2 separate regions of the Zea mays genome follow, and region 2 is linked to region 1. A link is a contact called in public Hi-C data. All regions are on one chromosome and are shown on one strand. Each heading gives the region's core, a stretch centred on a gene start, on an enhancer-like site or on the middle of the called end of the contact. The rest is flanking DNA. Distances are from core to core; before and after follow the strand shown. Region 1 has its middle 44 kb from the start of LOC103634790. Region 2 holds the start of LOC103634790.

Region 1 (5,864 bases), core at 2,091-4,590:
CCAAGAACTTTGCCTTTGCCTCCTGGATCATCTGCTCCTTGTGCTCCTCGAATTGGAGCTGTTCGTCAACCGGCAAGGTCTCCCAAGTCGGCTCTATGATGTTGCTTGGGGAAATATCAGAGCTATCTCTTGAACCGGCCATTGAGGGCCGATTTGATGCGTCTATATTTGTTGTCCCCAGCGGAGTCGCCAAAAAGTATGTTGACACCTTTTTGGAGGCGCCAATCACTCAAAAGAACCAGCGGCGGTGCTCTCTGGTCAGGCACGGACGGTCCGCGGCACAGAGCCGGACGGTCCACAACCTAGCGCGAGGCGGCGGTGCTCTCTGGTCAGGCGCGGACAGTCCGTGGCCAGGGGCCGGACGGTCCGCGACCTGGAGCTGAGGCTAGGGTTTCCTGCCTGACGGCCGGACGGTCCGCGCGTGCGCAGGGGCAGCGGAAGATCGCCGGCGGCGCCTGGATCTCACTCCCGGGAGGGACCCCATCGGGGAGGAGAGATCCTAGGAGTTGTCTAGGCTCGGGTAGACCGACCTAGACTCCTCTAATCGATGTAGAGTCGAAGAGAAGCGAAGGATTTGGGGATTGGAAGACTAAACCTAAACTAGACTAGAACTACTCCTAAGATAAAATGTAAATTGTATTGGTTGAAGGTTCGATTCATTGTTCAAATCGGTCGTATACCTCACTATTTATAGAGGAGGGGGACTGGACCCTTTACAAACTAATTTCCGAGCGAATCCCGCGAATCTATCTAACAACCGTAGCACAAAACTCGGAACCCTAAACTGCTCTGCGCAGGCGCGGACCATCCGGCCCACAGGCGCGGACCGTCCGGCCCACAGGCGCGGACCGTCCAAACCACGGACCGTCCGGCCTCAGGGCCGGACTGTCCGCACCTCAATTTGGTGCCGAACACAACGAAGTATGTTCCAAGCTCTTGGAGGAAGAAGGTTTCTGGTATAGGCCATATTTGGGAGTGAAGTAGTTTTACGGTTTCTATGCGATACTATGATTTTAGGTAATACCATAGTATTTTATGCTATGAGATGTTTGGTTGCATTCTTGAAAACTATTTTTTTTCAAAACCATGGTATTCTAGATACCATGGTGTTTTTGGAGTATTGCAAACTCCACTCCAACCCAAAGTTTCATGGCATGGCTAACTTTTGCTTAATACCATGGTTTATAATGTTGTATCCGAACAATGTTTCTCAAAACCACTATATTTTTGGAGTTGTCAAAACTACGGTATTGTGCGAGAGGGCGTGCTGGCTGTGCACCGGAACAGGGCCCCTAAATATTTAGGGCCTCCAAACGTGTAAATTTGTAGTACATTTATATAATAGTCTATTTTTGTACTATCTAAAAGCACAAGTTGTTTTGGTTCTACATTGTCTCCACATTTAAATTAAAAAATGTTAACATTATGTCAGATCACTTTGCTAATTAGGGGTGTATATGAATGCACTAGAGCTAATAGTTAGTTGTTTAAATTAGCTAAAAACATCCAAATAGTATAGTTAATAGTTCAGCTGTTAACCTCTTTTAGTAAATTAACTAATAGTTAGCTAGCTAATTTCGCTAGCAATTTTCAGTCAATTAACTATTAGCTTTAATGTATTCAAACATCTCTAATTCTTTATTAATCTGTCTCTACGCATGCTTCTATTCCATGATGTGAGGCATGAGTTTAGCCACAACCCGCATGCGAGCAGTTTTATGATGTTTTGTTCACCGATATCTAACGTCCTCGACTAGTAAAGATGTCTTATTTTAAAATCTGTACAGGGCCTAGGATTTTGTCGGCACGGCCCTGGTCACATGACAATTGTAAATTATAGTATTGTAAAATCATGGTTTTGGCAAACATCATTGCCAAACAGGCCCTTACATGTTTGAACTACCACAAAATTTATGCAAGGTGTTGGCATTTACTACTTGCCCTAGATAGAGATATGACTCGGCGTTCGGTTACCCGAAAATTTCAGGTCGTGTGATCCGAGTAATTAATTTTTTGGGTTCTGATAATTGTTACCCGATATTACATCGAATTTTATACTACCCGAAAAATCGGGTACAAGAAAATTCGGATTTGGCTATCAAGTACTCCCGAAACACCCAAATGAATTTTGCTTATTTTATCCATATTTATTGCCTATTTATAGTGAAAGAATATAGCAAGTATAGCTTCCATCCTCATGACGTCGAGGATATAGCAGCAGAGGTTACACCTATTGCACAGTGTCGAGCATAAGACCCCAGGTCCCTAGGACCCATCGATTAGCCTCTGACAATTGGGATCCGTCGAACAACTGGAGGAGAAAGGAACGTTTACCATGGAAGCACTCGTTCCGTGACGAACGTATACCATTGAACCCGGGGTTAGACATGGCGGAACTAGACAGAGGGCTGGCCGAGCCTGATCATTGCAAGTTGGTATTACTTTTTTTTTTATAGAGACATATATGTAATTTTATAATAGCTTTGGTCGTCCCTCACACATCATAGAAGTGTATTTACTTTTGGAAAGGAGGCAAATACTGTTTCATTACTTTCCAAAGGCTCTACGTCAGCGACCGTATCACGGCGCACAGGAAATGCATATCTCATTCACCAACCACCTGATTGGTATACTGTACACGTCCATCCAGTCTGACCACGTGCGTTGACCAAGCAATATCCCTTGTTTGGTTAACTGTGTAAAGCGATACTGATTCTGCACCTACAGATGCAGCCTAGAACAAAAACATATATCCTAGCCGTATGTGTGGATACGCGAGGAAATACCGTTTCCCACCGTCCAGGCTCGCCCAAGCCAAGCGCCGCTCGCCCAGCTAACCAATCAGCCGGCAAATGAATTGTCGACCGGCCTAAATGGTCCTGATGACTAATGTACTGTGAAGTACATGAGACAGAGCTGCAAATTACCGGTGCTAGCTGCGCTTGAACACGGAACGGAGTGGAGTGGAGCACTAGCGCGCGTGGAACTGTGAAAGTGTGAGACAAACGAGAGCAGAGCAGAGATCACGGGCGACCGCCAACCTACGGCGTTGACCTAAATCCTAGTGAGTAATGACACACAGCATTACCTTACCTGGGCCCTCCTTTCCCTGCCCTAAACCATGAGTTCGTGACAGACAAGGCAAATCATAGCGTCGCTTCCCACTACTTTTACTTTAATCATCGTCCACCCATTGGTCGTCGTCGATCGAAAGCGCTGTTTGTGCTGTCGATGCATTATCCATCCAACCGGGAAAGTTGCCCTAGCGCCTAGCTTGACCTGCCACTTGCACTGTACTGCTGCTGCACCTGCACACCTGTAGAGCGCTTTAAAAATTCCCTTCAGCTTCAGGCTGGCCGCAGCGCGGCACTGGAAACGGCACTCGGAAGGTTTAGCGCATGCATACACGCTGCAGCGGGGCACTGGAAACGGTACTGGGAACGGCATGCTATCCTCTGCTACGCTACTTCCAGCGCTGTACGGAGTGCTACTCTATTTACTGTGCCATGAGGTTGGACACGGGGAGCAGACCGGTGGCACATGGGTGGGAGTAGGGAGGCAGCTGACGTGGACAAGAGAGAGGTAAAATAAATAATAGAATATGTGGTAGTTGGTATAGGGTAGAGATTTAGAGTAAATATGACTGCGGAAGATTGTATGGTAGAGTAGAGAATCTTGCTGATCAGGATAAAATATTCTTTTTAGAGTAGAAATTTAGAGTTGCACGAGTGTGGACAGCATCAGAGATGAGAGCTGAAGCCAGCCGCAGCATTAGAGTCCAATCAGCAAGCCGGCCGTATCTTTTTGGCCATATCTTTACTTGTTTATATACGCCGAGATCTTCCGGAAGCAAATCCATCGATCCAGGTTTTAGTGCGGTTGATGCTGGTAGCGCTGGTGCGCTTCTAATGGCCCCCCAAATAAGAATCTGGACAGGATAGAAAGCTGAATCAACTCTAGTTTCAGAGCCAACGCTTCGAGTCTTCCCCAAACTGACCTCGCTGCAGTGCACTCTGATGCTCCACCAAAAGGTTCCAATGGTTTAGGTAAAAAGTCCGTGTGGAACAACGCTCTGCATGAACTGTGAATCTGTGATGATGATATGATGCTCGCGGAACTGGCCCCGGCGGACCGTTTCTTTTTTTTTTTTCGCCTGACCTTTTCTTTTTTTTTTTCGGCTAGGCGGCTACTAGAGCCGGCGGGAGGCGGGAGCTAGCTGGGTAATGGCGAAAGGCATGTATTTACAGAGGACATATCCTGTGCAATCACTCATTTTGGTGCAAGCGTGCAATCAAACTATCCATAGCATCCAATCTAGATCCAACGGTTTCATATGGAAGGGGTTAAAAGTAAAATAGGTACTATGTTTTAGGTGGAAGGGGTTAAATATAAAATAACAGTTATCATTAGATTTAGATCGAATGCACCAGATCGCTTGATTGCATGCTTGCACCAGGATAAGTGATTGCATAGGATATTTTCCCGTATTTACACGACAGAAAGAAAGAAAAAGTGGGGAACAAATATGCTACTCACCTTTTCCATTTATGTCTGAAAAAAACATAGTATGCGTATTAGAAAGGCCGATATATTGCTCGCAGAGAATTCATCTGTTATGGAAACGGGTACGAGTAAGTTTCTTTTCCCACATGGATATAAAAAGAAAAATTCTTTCTCCGTTCCACGTGGGGACCCGTAAATCTGTACGTGACGATGTTTTCATGTAATAGTTAATAGTAAAAAAAATAAATAATTATCTTGTGAAGAGATCAATTATTGTATAAATTTGTTCATTTTGAAGAACACATAATAATAAATAATGTATGTCTTAATTATAATTTAAATGAGAAGGAGGATCCCTGTCGTGGGGGAAAAATCTTCCACGAGCGTTTGTGGGAGTCCCCGTGGATAATTTTTATTTTTATTTTTTTCGTTGTAAGGATAGATATGAGAAACTATTTACTCGACGGGGAATTTTCCATTACCGTATGACATCGGAATCCTTTCCACCACGGCAGCTCCTCTCCTCGGTTCGGTTCGGTTCGCTCACGGGTCCTGCTGCCCGTTTACACCGTATGAATACGACGCGAATCTGATCGTGGCGATCGAGCGACAGTGAGACTTGTCACTTTTTTTCAGTCTTCTTTCTACTCTAACCGAAACTTATCTTGGAGAGAGCTACTCTACGAGATGGCAACGACACATACACATGGGGAACGCCGTGTGTGTCCTGACTGATCGTGGAGGGAGTAGATCCGGCGGTCGCCATCTAGGTGTATGTAGCAGTAGCACGCACGCGGCAAGACTAGGGTTCAGTGGCAGCCAGCATCAGCTCGCATCGCCGTCTCGCCCACCGGCGCCTGAGCAGATTCCGGACGCTGCAACCCTCGCCAGTTTATTCAGAGATAAGTCAGAAAACAAGTATCCGTCGTACGTATTACCGAAGCAGCGACCTATCGAGATTGGCAGGCTTGTCTGGAGATCGAATATTTAGTTGACATTAGCTGGTAAATTAAACCAACCTGCCCCGTTATTCTGCCCTTTAGCAAAAAAAGGAAAAGAAAAAGAAAAAGAAACTAATTGGTGGGCTGCTCGATCAGTCACACACACACACGAAACACGCCTGCATCAGGGGCTTTAGCAGCGTCGTATCGTATCTTTGTTTATGCTCCACTAAGATTTTTTTTTAAAAAAAACAAGCATCTCAGTCTCGTGTACGGCACATACGATGCTTCGATCCAGACTATTGAGAACTATGTTACCACGGATCACCAGATCCGCTTCCTTCGCTCCCTTCACTCCCGTCAGCAGTAGAGGCGCAAGAAGCTGTAGAGGACCCGTCTCCCTTCCCATAAACACGACAG
Region 2 (5,864 bases), core at 1,028-3,527, 45 kb before region 1:
TTTTCCAATTTGAACATAGTTTTTTCTAGGTTTTAGTACGGCCTGTTTGGTGGGAGACCCACGAGAGTATGGTTGTAATCCAGATTAAATTAGAGGAACAAAATCGTTCTATTCTTTGTTTAGATCCACGGCAAAGCAAGAGGAAGAAGTGGAACAGTGACATTCTATCAATTTTTTGGAGCGAGCTGGAGGGCTCGAGCTGAGAATATTCCCGATCTAGAGTTGCTTCCCTCGGTCCGCTCGTCCATCAAACACGAAATAGAACGACTTTATTCCACCTCACTTCTTATCTAAACGGATTCTTAAATTTATAATGCACGTAAAACAAGTAGAGAAGAGATAAGAGGTAATTAGAGATAAAGATGTATTGGTAAAATGAAAAGATATATTGGCAGCACAAGATAAAGGTGCATTGACAGAGAGAGACATAATACCAACTATTCTGGGACTGGATTTAGATCCTACGATATTTTATTTTTTTTTTCAGATGAAGACATCAATTGGTTCGGGACACAGAGAATAAATAATTATTTTTGAGGGGCCAACTATTTTGAGACTAAATTTGAGTCATTCAACGTTTGATAGGAAAGCGTCATCTATTTTAGCATAGTAGAGAACAAACAGTAGCTTCAGGACAGGTTAATTATTATGAGACAAAGGAGCTAATTATTTTAGAAAAGAGAGTGACAGGCTATTTTAGGACATAGGTTAATTATTTTGAGAGGAAGGCGTCAAGGATAGAGAATAAGCAGTTATTTTAGGAGAGAGAGAGAGAGTAAACAGTTTCCTGTTCCTGGTCAACCGTACTTGCGTGCTATCGACCGTCGGATTCTTCCAACTTTGGAGTGGTGGAACCGTCCAAGCATTTCCATCCTTTTTTCACGGTCCATAATTCATCAAGATATTCTTTTTTTGAGCAGTCACAGTCACGTCACTGGGTCAGCGTCCTTCCGTCGGCCACATGTGTCACTGTCATCGCCCATCTCCATCCACGCAACCATCGTTGCATTATTATCTGTCTTTCTGGCTTTACTGTTTATCATTTTATTAATATAATTAATAATTAATATAATAACGTTATATACTTGCTTGCTTATTTGCTTTTTCTACCGAAGCGAGAAATAAATTCCAGGGACAAAAAAAGAAGGAAGAATCCATCTCCAGATTTTTTTTTTGATCTTCTTCTCCCCTTGCTCTGAACCTTCCTCCCAAGTTTTTTCCACGCCCCCTGTTTTTTCACCCTTCTAAAAACTTTACATCCAGGTCAAAAAAATGGGTGCCCGCTCGCTAAGGTTAGCCAACAAAGGTAAAAATAAAAAAAAGGAAGGCTAATCGACTGGCTGCGGCTGCCTGGGCCCTGGGGATGGCCATCAGACGGCGGGCATGGTCTCGTGGCGCAGGGCCGCGAGATCCGACGGGCCACACGCGTCGTCGCCGCCGAACGCGAAGAGGCCGGCGCCGAAGCCGTCGTCGTCCCACGCGGCGGCGGCGGCGGAGGCAGCGGCCGCGGCCGCGGCCTCCGGCGAGTAGCCGCCGAAGCCGCCTCCGTCCACGATCTCGTCCTCGAAGCCCCAGATCTGGCCGTCGAGCGCGGGCGGGAACGGCGCCCCCGCGCGCCCGGCCTCCTCCTCCTCCGAAGAGGAGGCGGGCGGCAGCCCCAGCTCGTCGTCCGAGGCCTCGAGCAGGAAGCCCAGCTCCGGCGCCGGCGCCGGCGCCTCCGCGGCCTCGTCGAAGCTGGCTATCTCCTCCTCCAGGCTCCGCATGACCGACGCTAGGTCGCCGGCCGCGGCCGCGTCGGTGTCGTCCTCCAGCATGTCGAGCAGGTCCTGCGGCCGCAGCCTCTTGGCGTCGGCCTGCGGCGAGCCCTCCTCTCCGCAGCCGCCGGCGACGAGGTCGCCCGCCTCCCGCGCCCGCTTGTGAGAAGAGTTCTCCATGGAACGAGCTCAGAGGAAAGGGGGATGACTTGATTTTTTCTCTCTCTCTCTCTGTCTCTCTCTATTTCCTTGCTCCTCCCTCTCGCTGCGTTCGCGTACGCCGAGCAAGGCAAGGCACAAGCCAGCCAGGCGAGCGAGCGTGACGAAGGCGATAACGCGAGGGCAGAGACGCAAGAGTACAAAAGGCGAGGTGTTTTGCGCAGCGACGCCGAGTTGGGGGGGCCGGCTTATATAGCCCTGCCCGTGGTGGGTGGCTCTGCGGACGACGTTTCTCGCAGGGGGTTTGCCGCAAAAATCGCTCGCGCGGTTTGGTTTGGTCTGGTCTGGTGCGGTGGTGGCGGTGCAGCCAGGGAGTAGTACTACTGCTTGTTAGCTTATCTTTTGCTAGCTTTTTCTTTATTTGGTTGCCGGTTGGGGGCTGCGCGCGCCGCGACGAACGGACACGGACACGGACACGGACGGACGGGGACTGTGATGGGTGCGCGCGCGCCTGGCTGAGGCACCGCACGCCATCTGGAAGGCGGAAGGCCCGGCCGGGTCGCGTGGCCGTGGCCGTGGCCGCCCGCGCCTGCCTATTTTGTTTTGTCCACGCCCTCCCTAGACTGGAATACTGGATGGGTGGTGGATTGGGGCGTTTGAACGGCGACGGCCACCTCCGATATTTCTGTCACGGTTTTTCTTTTCTGACCTTTGAAAAGCCATCCATCCGTCTGTCTGGCTGACTGGCTGGCTGTATTGGTTAGCGGTGGGGGGGGGGGGGGGGGGGGGGGGGGTCTTTAGCTCGGGCGGGTCTCTTTTTAGCTTGGAAGATGAGGTGGAGCCAGCTATATTTTTAAAGGCGTATTATTCCCGTCTGAAAAAGATTTCGAGGACGTGCTTGCATGGTGCGGTCAGCAATAACCCGGTCAAAAATCCGTTCAGAGACAGGTAGGTTCTGAACCTCACAGATTTTCTGCTGTTGTGTGTTTTATGAACTTCACACACTGTATAATATATATGGTCGGTAATAAAATTTATAAACTGAGAAACTATATACTCCCTCTGTATTTATATAAGGTGTAATCATAAGCACCTCTAATTTAAAGGCCAAGAGATATATTTAATTCTCTCTCTAGTGCTATTGTTACATGCATGTTAAAAGGGAGCACGTCTTTTATAATACGACTAAAATAAAAAGTAGTTACAATTCATATACCGGAAATAGAGGGACTAGATAAGAGGAAAAGTATTATCAGTTCTTCTTCTGTAAATCCTGCATTTCGAAGGGTTGTGTCCATCCGTGTGTCTTAAGATTCGACGCGCCGTACGCATATGACCGCAGGACCACCGGGAGCCAAAAGCCAACCCAACCCGATCCAAATGTACGGTGCACCCAACCACCTAGGCTAGGCTAGGCCACGCTCCGAAGCCAGGCAGCACCAAGCATGTGACCCACCCACCCACCCTTCCCCCTGCGAAACCCAGCTCTCCCAGGGTCCGCGGCGCAAAACGGTGGGTGGACTAAAAACCGACCCGCCCAGGGGCACTTTTCCGAATACAATTAACCGCGAGAGGCAGCGCGGGATAACGAATCGTGGCGGGGGTCTATGCGCAAAAGGCGTGGGGGGCGTCGAGATCGGGACTCTGGGGCCATCCGGCACGAGCGTGTCGCTTTTTTTTTCCCGTCCCCCGGTTTTTCTGGTTTGAATTCGATTCTCGGGTCCGCTATCTGCTGCGGTTCAAGTCCGGCGCCCTGCACGACTCGCGTCCGCGAGCGGAGCCCAGAGCCGACAGCGATTCTGCTTTGCTCGGCTTGAGCCTTGAGGTGCCCAACGGTCAGCACAGCAGCTAGCCTTCGCGTCTGGTCTGGGTGGGTTAGCCGTAGCCCGTAGCCCCGCTCTCGTTGTACTATAGCTTTTGTTTGGCCCTGGTCCACGTTTAGCTAGCGGTAGGCCGACGTGCGGTTAGGTTCCCATACATATACCGCCATCAACCACGTGACCCCCGGCCTACCACACCACCAACCGCGGCTCGTCAGCCGTCGCCACCCTGCCCCAGCTAGCTCATTGAGCCGCTTCGGGGGGCTGCCTCCTCGGGTTGCGCGCGAGCGCCAGCCGCGAGCCAGACGTGCCTGCCAGCCGGCGAGTGCAGCGGGCACCAGGGCTCCGGGCAGAACACAACACAACACGTCGGCGCGTGCCCCCCCCCCCCCCCCCCCCCCCCCCCCCCGTGCGGCTGCTGGCTTGTGGCCCCACGTCCGTTTCATCCTCGCGTCGCGTACCAGTCCGGCCCCGCACCGCCCCAGGCTGACGATGTTGTGGAGCCCACCAACGGGCTAGGCGAGAGCGGTGGGCTTACCCGCTGTACGTGTACTCACTGAGACTGGACCCGGTTTTTGCAGGAGATGTTTCCGTTCTACCCCCGCCAGATCCGCCGCCGCGAGACGACGAGCCCGGGTTTGCCGCGCTTCGTCGGCATCGCTTCATCCGAAATCCGCTGTTGCTCGTACGTGTCACCTAATGTCTATACGTCCATAAGACGACGACAGCACTCTGCGCTCTCTTCAAGCTCGCTCTAACTTGACCACCGTAGTTCGATCGCACGCACTAAAGAGGAACTATAACTTGACCACTCGTCCATTTTATGAATTTAAACCAGAAAGGTTGTAATTATGAAATCTTTCGAAAAAAAAGTCAAAAAGAAGGGGAAAAAAGACGGTTTATTGCGCGGCTGCTCGTGTCTGGTGGTGCTCAAGTGCTGTTTCACTCAGGTCGTGGCCGTGGAGGAGTGCAGTTGCAGAGACCGGGCGAGGTCCACGTGAACCGGGCGCAGGGACCGGACGGTGTCGCCGAGTGCCCGAGTCGCACTTATCATGGGCGCCGGACGATTCGTAGTTTCGTACTACGCGCCAGGGAAACGGCTGTAGTAAGTAGATGGGAGGAGGGGCAGTACTGGCATTTCAGTATCGCTGCCGTAGTGGCCTGTGGCCCCGGCCCCGCATGGAATCGCGTGACAGCATCGGCTTCTGTCCATACTAGAGTACTCCTGCGTAGGAAACAAGGACAGGAGGGTATTTCTCCTGGGCCGTGGCCCGGATCTGTCACGTGGGTCTGCTGGACGCGGGCTCCACGTACCAGCGAGTGGAGCAGGGTGTTTCTTTGGTGAATGACGTTCGAGCTGTGGCTGGGTACCGACGAATGAATGGAGTCGCAGGCGGCAAGGACGTCGTGCACGTCCACGTCACCCCAGGGTGGACGCCGATCGAGGCGAGACGGGTGTTACAAAATATTTGTACATGTGATCTAATCCATCCATGGACAATTATTCCCAAGGGACACACCCCTTGGGAACACTTGTATATATACTACCCTGCATGCAATAAAGAATCTATCCCTGTCATTTGTCTCATTCCCTCTTGTCTCTCCACTGATTTACCACTGAGCACTGCAAGAGATTGCAACACGTTATCAGCACTGTCTCAAGGAGAAATCAGAGAAGGGGGAAGTGGAAGAACACGCTGTTCTTGACAAGAACAGCAAAATCGATCTGCACATCAACAGCAAGGTATGGAGCATACCGTTTCCATGCGCATACGCCGTGTGCGCGAAGTTCTTCATATTGTTGATGATGCGATGTTGGAAGCATTCACCGTTGGGCAAGCCGCAGCGCCTTCACCGGTGCACGTGATCCCTGAACGTCGTGTGCAAGTGCAAAATGTGCACTACTGCGTTCTCCATGGATGGACAGCGGTGGTTCCGCTGCCAGTGGTGGAGTGTGGACTCCCCACTGCATCCCCGTCGCCACCGGCGCCGGTGTTTGACGCGGGATCGTCCGCATCGGCCCCCATGGATGTCGATTTGGTGGCACCACCACCGCCTCCGCCCACTGCAGAGGCAGTTACTCGCCGTTCTTCATCTCCACCGGCGCCCGTGGTTGTCGGGACCATCGCTG

Evidence for each region. Hi-C and Micro-C count contacts between places; a contact is called where the count stands out from the background.
Region 2: a Hi-C map of leaf shows a contact between it and region 1, with 8 times the contacts expected there. The contact joins the promoter of LOC103634790 here to the enhancer-like site in region 1. A contact is called at or near these places in 9 of 25 Hi-C or Micro-C datasets (bundle sheath, ear, endosperm and 3 more).

The regions. Positions count from the first base shown.
Region 1 is chr8:12,309,082-12,314,945 of Zm-B73-REFERENCE-NAM-5.0, reverse strand. No RefSeq gene overlaps it. Among protein-coding and RNA genes, the nearest start is that of LOC103634790, 44 kb to the left of the region's middle. Within about 2 kb of position 3,340, at least 17 of the 20 cell types and tissues checked have an H3K27ac peak or open chromatin away from gene starts, as enhancers often do. A contact at or near this core is called in bundle sheath, ear, endosperm and 3 more, where this site is marked.
Region 2 is chr8:12,352,815-12,358,678 of Zm-B73-REFERENCE-NAM-5.0, reverse strand. LOC103634790 reads right to left here and starts at 2,277. Exons shown (of 1, transcript XM_008657382.4): 1 at 1,083-2,277. The coding sequence starts at 1,934. The coding sequence ends at 1,371.